2 separate regions of the Anas platyrhynchos genome follow, and region 2 is linked to region 1. Evidence: chromatin contacts called from public Hi-C data. All regions are on one chromosome and are shown on one strand. Each heading gives the region's core, a stretch centred on a gene start, on an enhancer-like site or on the middle of the called end of the contact. The rest is flanking DNA. Distances are from core to core; before and after follow the strand shown. Region 1 holds the start of SSR3 (signal sequence receptor subunit 3). Region 2 holds the start of PTX3 (pentraxin 3).

Evidence for each region. Hi-C and Micro-C count contacts between places; a contact is called where the count stands out from the background.
Region 2: a Hi-C map of subcutaneous adipose tissue shows a contact between it and region 1, with 2.0 times the contacts expected there. The contact joins the promoter of PTX3 here to the promoter of SSR3 in region 1. A contact is called at or near these places in 4 of 8 Hi-C or Micro-C datasets (liver, skeletal muscle and subcutaneous adipose tissue).

The regions. Positions count from the first base shown.
Region 1 is chr9:1,451,832-1,454,531 of IASCAAS_PekinDuck_T2T, reverse strand. It overlaps SSR3 (signal sequence receptor subunit 3), which reads left to right and starts at 1,358. Exons shown (of 5, transcript XM_027464506.3): 1 at 1,358-1,581; 2 at 1,764-1,890; 3 at 2,607-2,700. The coding sequence starts at 1,443. It overlaps TIPARP (TCDD inducible poly(ADP-ribose) polymerase), which reads right to left and starts at 1,410. Exons shown (of 7, transcript XM_027464498.3): 1 at 1,275-1,410; 2 at 1,004-1,171.
Region 2 is chr9:1,639,603-1,642,302 of IASCAAS_PekinDuck_T2T, reverse strand. PTX3 (pentraxin 3) reads right to left here and starts at 1,447. Exons shown (of 3, transcript XM_005027559.6): 1 at 1,300-1,447; 2 at 376-906. The coding sequence starts at 1,447. The region is part of intron 5 of VEPH1 (ventricular zone expressed PH domain containing 1); the gene reads left to right.

The sequences.
Region 1 (2,700 bases), core at 109-2,608:
GCTTAAATTCCTGCTGCCTGGTACCAAGACTTTTTTTTAAAAATCACAGCACTCATTTGTTTTTTCCAAATAGAACTTTTCATCATTCTTCTGCCCAAAACAAAGTCACATTTCATCCTAACGGAGAGCCAGATGGGCACCAGGCAGGCTGTGCTCCGACACGCTACCGTGCTGCTCGTGTAAACCCAACCCCAGAACAAAAACTGAATTACATTCCACCACAACACACGTTTACCCAGATGAGCGGAGAAAGAAATCTGCAAAAATACAACAACCTGGAATCTTAAAACAATCTTACATGTAATCTGTCCCTTGACAACTCTAACAACACACTTTAATAAGGAAATTCCTATAATATTGATCAAATGGTGATGTTATTATACATTTAGTTTTAAATTGTTTTACAAACAAGACTGATCTCCAGCTCCAGAGACACAGGGCACACAGAGCAGAGGCATTAGGAGGAAGCTTTTCAACAGCCTCCACCTGTTTCGCATAACGGGCTCTCATCACAGAGAACCTGCAGCAGAAGTCAGGCATGCTGGAAGTCCCCTGCAATACAGACGCGCATGCTTAGAAGGTTAAAGATGTTGAAACAACTGTCTGCTAAAATACCTCTGATGATCTCAATTTCCACAGAGAAAAGTATTTAACTAAACCAGTCTGAATTAGTTTTCTGTTACTTTTAAACAACTTTATATTTGAAAACGGAGAAAACAGCCATGGAAATGTTTAGAAATTAAGAAAGCACAGCTCAAACAATTTGATCCAGCTAGGTGTGAGAACCACCACCAATTGCTCAAGAGCTGCAGTGAAGAACAACACCAAAGGACAGCAGCCAAGGCTCCATGGACCACCACCCGCTGAGGCCCCCTGGCCACACGTTCCCAGCAGCCGGTGACCCGAGGGTGCCCGTGCGTGGCTGCTGCCACCTGAGTGATGGAGACAAGGGGTGGCTGAGGGCAGTGCCAGCCCCTTTGTGGGGACACAGCTCGGTACTCACCGCGTTGTGCTGGCTCTCGGTGCTGTGCTCCTCCTCTCCGTGCTCCCTGCGTTCCTCCCCGCCTCACCTCACGCCGTCAGCCCGCAGCGCCGCGCGGGGGCCCCGCTGCCGGCCCCGTGCCAGGCCGTGGGGGCCGCTCCCAGCGCCGGGCATCCCGGAGGCCGCTCCCTGCGGGTACCACAAGGAACACAGCGTCACTGCCGCTCCCGGTAACGCCCCACACGTACACATTTTATGTCTCTTTTTAACGCCACCGGGCCTGGTTACGCACCCCCATGGCGCCGCCCTCCTCCTGCTGCTGCCACAGCCTCCGGTGAGCGGCCCCGGTTCCGCTTCCGGTCCCGCTCCCGGTTCCGGTTCCGGTTCCGGTCCCTGTCAGCTGCCGCCGGAAGTGCGGTGAGGAGGCGGCGGAAGCGGCTGGGAGCGGCGGGCAGCGGCCATGGCGCCCAGGGGCGGCCCCGGCGGGCGGCAGCAGTCGGAGGAGGACCTCCTGCTGCAGGACTTCAGCCGCAACCTCTCCGCCAAGTCCTCCGCGCTCTTCTTCGGCAACGCCTTCATCGTCTCCGCCATCCCCATCTGTGAGCGCCGCCACCGGCACCGGGCCTGGGCCGAGCTGGGCCCTGAGGGGGGCTGAGGGGGCTGGGGGGGGGCTGAGGGGGGCTGTGAGGGGCTGGGGGGGGGCTGAGGGGGGTGCCCGGGGCTCCACCCGGGTCGCGGGGCGCTGACGGTGGGGGTTTATTCGTGCTGCTCGCTCCCGCAGGGCTGTACTGGAGGATATGGCACATGGACCTGGTGCAGTCGGCCGTGCTGTACGGCGTCATGACCCTCATCAGCACCTACCTCGTGGCCTTCGCGTACAAGAACGTCAAGTTCGTGCTCAAGCACAAGTGAGTGCTCTTATCCAGTAATTCCTCACAGAATGCATTAATGTTATTTTATATGAGTAAGGACAGGTGAAACATTGCTCCGATGAGCTACTTTACATGGAGTTGTAAAGGTATCTGACACGTTGTCTTGCTTTTTGCTGCCTTCAGAGTTCATTGCGCTCCTTGCTGAATTACATTAGCTCATGGCACGATAAATCTTAAGCTCTGTCAGTGCAATATGGAAAAGTTACCACTGCAATGTTTAACTGCGACCTTCGCTTCTTGGCTGCTTTGCCATTGAAAGTCCTCAATAGGAGTTTAATGTGTGGCACCAAAATGTCACTCGCACGCTCTGCCTAAAGCTGGTGCCTGTTACCACGATGCTGTGAGCTTCGGCACGGGGGAGCAAGACACGTTGATCGTGTACTTGTCAGGCTTCCTTGGTACCAGTAAATCCCAGTTGGTTTCTCTTAGCTCTCTTGTAATTAGGGAATAGCCTGGGCTTGTCAGCCAGCAGCACAATGAAATAGAACTGCCTTCGATCCCAGTGGGTATTGCCACAAACTCCATTTGACAAGTACTGCTCCTAATTTAATTAGTGCTAATTGTTCCTTAAGCCTGGCAGAGCTGTTCAGTATCGTGGCTGGCTTTTATTCTTCCCTGTAAAACACCACTTCCTCTAGGCACATTTTTTTTTTTTCATTTTGCAACTTTAACAAGAATGATGTTTCTTACAGGGTAGCACAGAAAAGAGAAGACGCTGTTTCCAAAGAAGTTACTCGTAAGCTTTCTGAGGCAGACAACAGGAAGATGTCCCGTAAGGAGAAGGAT
Region 2 (2,700 bases), core at 198-2,697, 190 kb before region 1:
ATATGTGGGAGTTACCAGCTGGGAAGGTAAAAGGTAAGAGAATATATTCTGTGTATTTAAAATATGTTTGCTCTACGGCAGCTGCTTTGATCTAGGAGAGCCTCCAGGAGGTGGGATCCTAGCTGGGTGGCTGCTTTGCCCTGTGCAAGGACTTTGATTAAACCCTGCTTTGATCCCTCCTTTGAAAAGCTCAACGCCTCTTTTTTTCAAGAGCCCTTACTGGGTTTCCTCCCTCTATCTGCAGACTGCCCAGAGCTTCTGGGCTACCCATAAGATTGCTTTGGGGTCCTGTGTGGAGGTCAGTGTTTATAGCATGTCCGCGTTGACAGCCCAACCAAAGAGCTCGCCAGGAAAGAATAACGTGTGTGGACTTACCCGCTGGCAGCAAGTGCCGAGCTGCCCATTTCTGCGATGCCTTCAGTTCGGCTCTCATCTGCTGTAGCTCTTTCCACAGAGAGGTCAAAATGAGGTTGTCTTCTCTGGTGGGACTGAGTTTGTCCTGCTGAAAAGCTGTTTCTTGCGCCTCCGCCTCAGACCTTCTCAGGCAAGCGCTCTCCAGGCGGCTGAGCCTGTTGGACACGTTGTGGCTCAGGAGCAGAACGTGCTCAAGGACCTTTCCTTGCTGGGACTCGTGAAGCCCCTTGGCTTCTTCACCGTGGTCACTGCTCCTCACAAGCGCCTGCTCTACCTGGGAGATGACGTGGGACGTGACTTTCTCGACCGCAGCGCTGAAGGTGCCAGCGAGGCTGGCAGCGAGCTGGCTCAGCTCTGCTCTGAGCGTCTGCAGGTCCACCTTCAGGATGTCGTCCATGGTCTGCAGCATCATGTTCTCCTTCATCTGCGAGTTCTCGAGCATGATGAAGAGCTTGTCCCACTCGGTGTGCTCTCGCTGGCAGTCACACGAAGCTGGAATGCAAGATGCAGATGCACTTAGGGTTTTAAACAGAAGGGGTATTTAACAAAACCTGGCTCTGTACGGGGCTTTATGAGCTCCAGTCTGCCAGTTCATTTCCTTCTGGATCAAAATGGGAAGGTAAAGCAGTGTGTATCAGAGCAGTTCTGAAACTGTCAACCCCACTCTTCTGCAGGAAAACGGGAACAATAGTGTGAAGCAAACTTCCAAGGCACGCTAACCAAGCACTGTAGCGCTTGCTGTTCGCAATAATCTACTGGTATGAGCACACGCTTCTTCCTCTTACAATGAATAAATTTTTGTAACAATTGGTACAAGAGCAAGCAACAAAGAATGCAATACTGCACTTAAGAGAAATTTAGTTTAAATCTACTTAATCTACTTACTTTCCTCAGTCCCAAGAACCGGACCTTCGATTTCGTTATCCAGATTCACATACATGAGATCATAGTCGTCATCTTCATCCAGGACAGAGACAGAAGCCCTGAAAACACAGAACAGCGTGAGCAGAGAAAGCACTCCTTGAGGCAGCATTCTCCAGCTGCTTCCTGAAAATAGCTGAGCTGTCTGGAGCTAAAGTCCAAGTCAGACTTCAGCGGAGACGAGACTGCGAGTGAGCCGCGGCGAGCCCCTAATAAATGCTCCGAGTGTCTCAGCCTGAATGAATGAGCGATGCTAGTGCCAGTGTTGTAATAAGAGCACTTCTGGTTGTTGGTTTTGGCGGCGAGGCGAAGGGGGCGTGCAGCTTGCTCAATCTCAGCCTTCCAGGTTTGCGCTGGGGGGAGAAGGGCTGCCTCATGGAGGGGAAGGAACGGGGAAAGCTGCTCTTGCGAGCTGCCGCTTCCCCTCCGAGAGCAGGCTGCCGGAACGTGCAGCGAAGCGAGGCTGAGAGCGGGGGATGAAATCACTCAGATTGCTGCCTAAAAGCCCAGGCTGCATCGCTCGTGCCATTGTGTGTCCTTTGTGGGAAGGAAAATGTTCTCTGCAAACTCATTTGGCGGCTGGTGTGTGCCAGGGCTCTGGAGGGGACTGGTCGAGAAATAAATAGGTCTGCAACTGGTTTAGATGCACACGTACGGTTTCACCTAGATCTTGTAGCACTTTTTTAAAATATTTTTTTATTTAAAAGCTTCTATTATACTGGTAGTTTGCTGCCTTAAACAACAAAGGAGAACTTGTGAAAAAAAACTAAAGGCAGCTTGCTGGGGTTTTGCTTTTCTAGTCCTAATTACCAGTAACAGCTTTGTAACTGGTGATCAGGCATTGCTGCTAGGATCTTGTTTCAGGAGCCCGTAGGTTAGCAGCTGCAGGATGAGAGCTGTTGCTCTTCACTTGGAAACAACAAAACAAGGGGCTCGTGGGTTAGATGTTAATCCAGTGACAAGCGGTGGTGGTGGTGGTGGTGACTCACTTAAGCTCTGGAAAGTTTATCAGCTTAACAGGCCCTTGATTATTTCAGAATTGAGAGTAAGGGTAGCATACTGATGGCAGAAGTTACAAATATTTAGGAAACTGGGGGGAAAAACCCCAGATAACCACACTCAGCGTGCAGTCTGTTCCCTTTCTGCTTGGGACCCCCAGGCCCAGCCCCTCAGCGCTGCACACAGCGGTGGCAGGGAGGGCTCCACTCTCCCCTGCACAGCTTCCTCGCCCTGCTCCATCACCGGGGCTTCTGTTCAGGGGCAGGAGACACAGGGAGGTAGCACGGAGCTGTGCATGGCCTCAGCACACGTCTGGTACCGGCACTGCTGAGCATGATGCCGAGCTCCCCATGCTGCTGGCTGTGT